Regions from separate parts of the Mus musculus genome. Here region 2 is linked to region 1. The links are chromatin contacts, called in public promoter capture Hi-C maps. All regions are on one chromosome and are shown on one strand. The core of a region is the stretch at or near the end of the contact, and the rest is flanking DNA. Distances in the headings are between cores, read along the strand shown.

Evidence for each region. Promoter capture Hi-C pulls out the DNA fragments that hold promoters and counts their contacts.
Region 2: a contact with region 1 is called in a promoter capture Hi-C map of pre-B cells. The contact joins the promoter of Fancf here to the promoter of Gpi1 in region 1. A contact is called at or near these places in 2 of 39 promoter capture datasets (cranial neural crest and pre-B cells) and 1 of 484 Hi-C or Micro-C datasets (CD4 T cells).

The regions. Positions count from the first base shown.
Region 1 is chr7:34,228,993-34,231,953 of GRCm38.p6, reverse strand. It overlaps Gpi1 (glucose-6-phosphate isomerase 1), which reads left to right and starts at 1,618. Exons shown (of 18, transcript NM_008155.4): 1 at 1,618-1,862; 2 at 2,581-2,671; 3 at 2,958-2,961. The coding sequence starts at 1,741. Gm12762 (a long non-coding RNA gene) reads left to right here. Exons shown (of 2, transcript XR_881947.3): 2 at 1-772.
Region 2 is chr7:51,860,654-51,863,715 of GRCm38.p6, reverse strand. Fancf (Fanconi anemia, complementation group F) reads left to right here and starts at 1,449. Exons shown (of 1, transcript NM_001115087.1): 1 at 1,449-3,062. The coding sequence starts at 1,462. The coding sequence ends at 2,493. It also overlaps a transcript of Gas2 not described here.

The DNA of each region.
Region 1 (2,961 bases), core at 369-2,868:
GTGATGGCTTCAGATTCCTATGTTGCTGACCCTGGCCTTGAACTCTCGATCTTCCTGCCTTTCCTCCCTTCATGCTGGGATTATAGTGCCACCCCAGTGCCTGCCACCCCAGTGCTAGATGTCCAGCACTGTTTGGGAAGCTTAGCAAGTATCAAGACTTACACATATTTCCCGCAGTCCCCCGCAAACACTTCACCTCACCTACTCGTCCTCATTTGAAGTCTCCCTTGTCCCTCGGACTTGTGGATAAGAATCCAGTTTTTCTAGGAAGTTGGATCCTAAAGTGCATATCTTGCCCTTTCTCTCTAGGCGATTATGGATCCCTCACTCATTCCATCCTCTATGTCCGTCTCCTCCTGCTTGACTGAAGCTCCCTCCCTCAGGACCTGCTTTAGCTCACTGAGCTAACTGATCCATTAGGCAGTGTGTCAGATAAAGTCCCTGCTCCATGTGGACTTGTTCAGTGGCTCCTCATCTCTAAACAGAAATCAAAATTCTCACAATGATTTGTAAGCCACTGGGTGAATTCCCTTCTCTAATGTCACCTCTATGACTTCTTCCCCTAATCTGCTCCACTCCAGCCACATGTGTCTTCTGTTTGTGGGACATCTATGGGTGCTGTTTGTGGGACATCTATGGGTGCTCTTGTCTCAGACTTTGCAGTGTCTTTTCCCTTTGACTGAACACTTTCCTTCCAGGTAGCCAACTGGCTCATTTCTTCCCCTTCATGCTTTTACTCAAATATAATAAAGAGTGAATTTTTTTTTCTTAACCATTTAGTTAAAGGAAATGCTTATTTCCAACCTGCCTTTAAATATATATACATATAATTTCATTTTTATTGTGTGGTGGATATTTTATTAATTATGTGTGGGAGTGGACATACAATTTTTATTATGTGTGTGGGGTGGGTATATAATTTTAGCATTAATTATGTGTGGGGTGGGTATGAGCATAAGGATGCAAGTGCCATTGGTATTCCCATTGGTTGCAGCGGGAGTTACAGGCAGTTATGAGTACTGGGAACCCAATTCAGGTCCTCTGCAAGGGAACTATGTGTTCTTAACCACAGTTTCATCTCTGGGGCTTCATCCAGTTTGCCTCTTCTCAGGAGCACTTGCCAGCTCTGAAATCCCATAAATTCTATTTACTTATTTGGCTTACGTACCCACAACACTTGCTTTAGTACCTCTAACCAGGAAGGCATTCCATAAAGTTCTGCTAAATTGGGCTCAGCCGGTAAGAGCACTCAACTACTCTTCCGAAGGTCCTGAGTTCAAATCCCAGCAAACACATCCGTAAGGAGATCCGACTCCTTCTTCTGGAGTGTCTGAAGACAGCTAGAGTGTACTTACATATAGTAAATAAATTCTTTAAAAAAAAAAAGTTCTGCTGAATTGAATACATGAATGAATGAAAGAAGCAAGCGGATCTGGCACGAGAAACTCCGCCTCTGCCCTTCAAGTCACTTCCGAACAGAAGCCAGCCAAGGTTCATCGCAAGTGGCCACACTTGTGTTACAGAGAGGCCAGCAGAGGCCCCCAGATCTACAGCTGCCGGCAAGGTCGCCTAGCGGACGCGGAGGACAGAGGTGGGGCGGGGCCGGAGGCGGGGCGGGGTCGGACGCCTGCGCCATAAAGCCCGCTGCGCGCACTGGTACCGACTTGCCGCGCGCCGCCGCTCCTCTTTCCTTCCTCTTCCGAGCACGTCCTGCTCCGTGTACCTCTCGGGTCCCTCGCCATGGCTGCGCTCACCCGGAACCCGCAGTTCCAGAAGCTCCTGGAGTGGCACCGCGCGAACTCTGCCAACCTCAAGCTGCGCGAACTTTTTGAGGCGGATCCGGAGCGCTTCAACAACTTCAGGTGCACGCACGGGGTCGGGGCTCCCGTGACCCCCCCCCCCCCAGCAGCCCTGCAGGGCCCAGGCCGGGGCCGCACTTTGTCCTTGATGCCTCCTTGGAGTGGGTTTTGGGACCCGCGTGCTAGCCAGAGGGCCGAGGCTGCTTAGTCATTAGGAGGAATCGGCTCCTCCTTGGGGATCCCTTCGCCCCCGCCTCTCAGTCTCAGCCATTTGAGTAGGGATTTCTAACCACCCATGAGGAGGAGCAGCCGCTGCTGGCTCGACAGGCACGAGAGAGCTGTCCCCTCCCACCTGCTCCTAGTGGGCTTTGGTCAGACAGGGTGGGTAAGGCTGAGATTTCCTGGGAGCCACGGTGTAAAAATAGAGCGGCGGAGGCAGGATGCAGAGGCCAGAGAGACTTGTGAGCGACTGCGAAATAGAAGGGAGGGTGGAAGAAATCGTACATGTGATGCATCTTCGTGCCTTGTCACTGATGCCAGGAGGCGAGGGACCTGGGATGACCACCTGTGGTTCCTCACTGGACGTCCCTGATACCTCTCCCTGGGTGTTTCCTTGTAAGTTTGAGATGTGGAGCTTGAAGGGGGAAGTTCTGCCCAGGATCTGTCTACATCTTCTTTCTGTGGCGTGGCTTCCTACACTACTTAACACTGCTACAGGTCAGCCTTTGTGGCCAGGCACTGCCGCTGGGGTGTGACCAGCAGCGTCTCCATCTTTCTGCAGCTTGAACCTCAACACCAACCATGGGCATATTCTGGTGGACTACTCCAAGAACCTTGTGAACAAGGAGGTGATGCAGATGCTGGTGGAGCTGGTAATGTTCTGACTGGGGAGTTGTGATCTCTGGGTTGGGTTGTGGGTGGGGGCTGCGCTTTGTTTTGGGTTCTAGGTCCCGGTGTGGAGTTGGTATCCCAGGGATCTCCAGGCCCCCTGCTGATTGAGCAGACTCTTTGAAGATGCTGGAAAAGGAATCTGTCTATGAAGAACATCTGTCAGCCTCAAGGGGGGGGGGGAGTGGGGGGGGAGGGGGGCTGGACTTGTGATAGGTGATGAGGATGGGGGATGGGATACAAGACCTCAGCAGTGGCTTCTCTCCCTAGGCCA
Region 2 (3,062 bases), core at 200-2,699, about 18 Mb before region 1:
ATTGGTCTTTAAAATCACCATACCTGGCACTTTAAAATTACACAAAATCTGATTTGAATTACACTTACATGGGTTGGGAATCCTCCCAATGTCTGCCTCAAGTGCATAGGTTTCTTGAAATTAAAGTGTTTATCATCTTTCAGCCTCTACATAGATTGTTCCAAATTAAATGGAAAACTGGTTCGAAATCCAAAGTGCATTCTTCTGATGGGAAACTGTCGGAGGGATGCATAGCTACTTAATAAAAGATGGCTACTGTGAAACAAATAATTACTCACTGTGGTACTGAGATTTAACATAATATTGGTTTTGAAAAGGTGAGCACTGGTGAAGTTTCTCTGAACTGTCCCAGCCACTTGGAAATGAAGCTGTTTTGGACTTCTTTCTCACCCTGGATTAGATCTGGTTTTCACTCTGGTGGCTTAAGACTTATTAACGGTTCCCATGGCCTTGAAGCATTTCCAGGTGTATTCTTTGGGCATTCAGTTGAAAGGAAGGTTTAATGGGGCTTTCCCTAACATCTAAGATCTAGTGACTCTTATTTTTGTCTACCGCATTATGAAGTTGAAGTCTCTCTAAGGAACATTAGTGTTTCCTGTGGGACAGGGAAGCTTTAACTACATTTATCTCAACTGCGCCAGTCCTGTCCTTCACTGGCTATCACATCACGTGACTTAGTATTTAGTAAGTGGATGAACCAGTGACCTCTGTAATTCCTAATAGCTACCACCTGAAACTTTAAAACCCATCACACAGACTAAAATAAAATCACAAGGCCAAACACTATAGTCTGGGCTAATGGCTAAAAACTAAACAAAACTGGCTTAACTATATGTTCTGATAAGAATGCCCAGAACTATTCAGAGTCTAGCATAAATGTGTAGATTAATTTTGAGCTTAAACTTTCATTTATTGCATGGCTAGTAAGCCTCAGGATAGTGCTGCCAGTCACTAGGTTAGTCGAGGCAGGACTGCAAACTGAAAGGCTGCTTGCACAATTCAGTGATAGGTTTCCTCAGAATCAGTAAACAATATAAATAAGGAAAAAGGAAAAAAGCCCGGGAACTCACAGCACAGCGTGTGAGGGTCCTGGTTCCACAAGTACCAGGGAAACGGGCCATTTAAGAGCTTTGAGTTCGCAAGCAGATCACATCCGCACTGCTAATAATGATGAACATGGGTCCCCTTTCGGGGAAGCGCCTAAATGTCTACCACTGGCATTTTTAAAACAAAAGAGCACATAAAATCCTAGCGCTCAAACTCGCACTCACGCGTCCTCTCCCAGACCCAGAGTAAAAGCTTGGGACTTTGCCCTAGTTCATTTTCAGCGCCAATGTGCCCCGGAAACCATGGTGCGAGACTGACACGGCCGTCGTCCAATGGCACAGCACGCTGAGGCGGGCGCTCACGCTCATGTCCAATCGGCTCGCGCCTCGGGATGTCAGGGCGGAAGCGGCCGCCATGGAGCCGCTTGTGCAGCAAACCGAGCGATTCTCCGAGCTGTTGGCCGTGTCGTGTGGGTCGCTGGTGAGCACGTGGGACGCCGAAAAGGTGCGCAGGGCGCTGCAGTGGGCGCGTTATCTGCTCCACGTGTACCGACGCTTCGCGGGCCGCGGCCGCGTGCGGGAGGCGCTCGAGAGGCGGCTCCCCGCGCGGGGAGGGCCGCTCGGGCTGCGCAGCTTCGCGGCGCTGGAGTCCGGGGACGCGCGGCTCGCCCTCCGCCTGCTGCGGAACCGCGCGCTCGCGCCCGCCGCCGCCCGCGCGCTGCCGAGCTTGCTGTTCCCGGGCCCCGCCGCGGACCACCGAGACGACGTGCCGCAGTCGCGCCTGGTCCTCCTGGCGCGCCGCGGAAGCGCGCTGCGCCTGCTGTGCCGCCTCGGCGGGGACGCGCCCAGGAGCGCGCTGCTGCGCACGCACGCGGAGCTGCTGGACGCGCGCCTGCACGAGCTGGGCGGGGCCGACTCCGCGGCCGCGCGCAAACTCCTGGACACGTTGTGGACGCGCGGGCCGCGGGAGCACGTGCTCGACGTGACTGCCGAAGCGCTGCTGCTACGCGAGGAAGACCCGGAGCCAGCCCAGGCCACGGACCCTGCGGGTGCGGATGAGACACAGAAACTACTGCGCTGGCTTCTCGAAAGTCCCGAGGTATTGGCCGCTTTTTGCCGCCATCTGCCAGCCAAGCGCCTGGCCTCCGTGGCGGGCTGCCACCACGCACTGTCTCGCGCCTACCTGGACCTGCTCACAACGTGGGCCACGCGGCTGCACTATGATCTGCAAAAGGGTGCCTGGGTCCCTACACAGATGGAGGACATGCCCTGGGAAGAGCTGTGCCTAAGGCTGCAGAGCTTGTGCCATGCCCAGCCATTTCTGCAGGAAGAGGTGCTGGTGACCCTAAGGTCCCGCAAAGCCTTGGATGGAGATTTCGAGGTTCCTGGGATGAGCATCTGGACAGACCTCCTGGTGGTGCTTGAGTGTGGGATCGTGCTAGAGTAGATTCTCAGTTCCCAGGCTGGGCATCTGGACAGACCCTGTCCCATAGAGGGAATAACAAGCATACTTCTCACCAAAGCCTCTATGCACAGCATCCTGCTACTTCTTGACTATGCAGTTTACAAATTGTCAGTGTTCTCCCCAATTCCCTATATACATGCTCCCAAAACCTAATTATTCAGGGGCCAATTTTAAATGGTTCATAATATAAATATATATAATATGCACAATATCTATAAATTTATATATTATATAATATGTATTATATAGAGATTGTTTTTGTTCTGGTAATGGACCCAGGACCCTGCCTATGTTAGTGTTCACCACTGAGCTACATCATTAATCGTGAAAGAATTCTTAAAGCCATCGAATTTTCAGCTTGTTTCGTATAAAGCTAATTTGTAAGAATACTAAAACTAGATTCACCCTAAAAAGAAAAGGCAGCTTTACGTTTTCCAAGAAGGGTACTTTTGTATGATTTACTTGGTTCCTAACACTCTTCAGTAGTACAAAGTTTTATTCAACCAGCAACATGTGGTAGCATCATGTTAACTTCAAAGCTGACTGGGCTA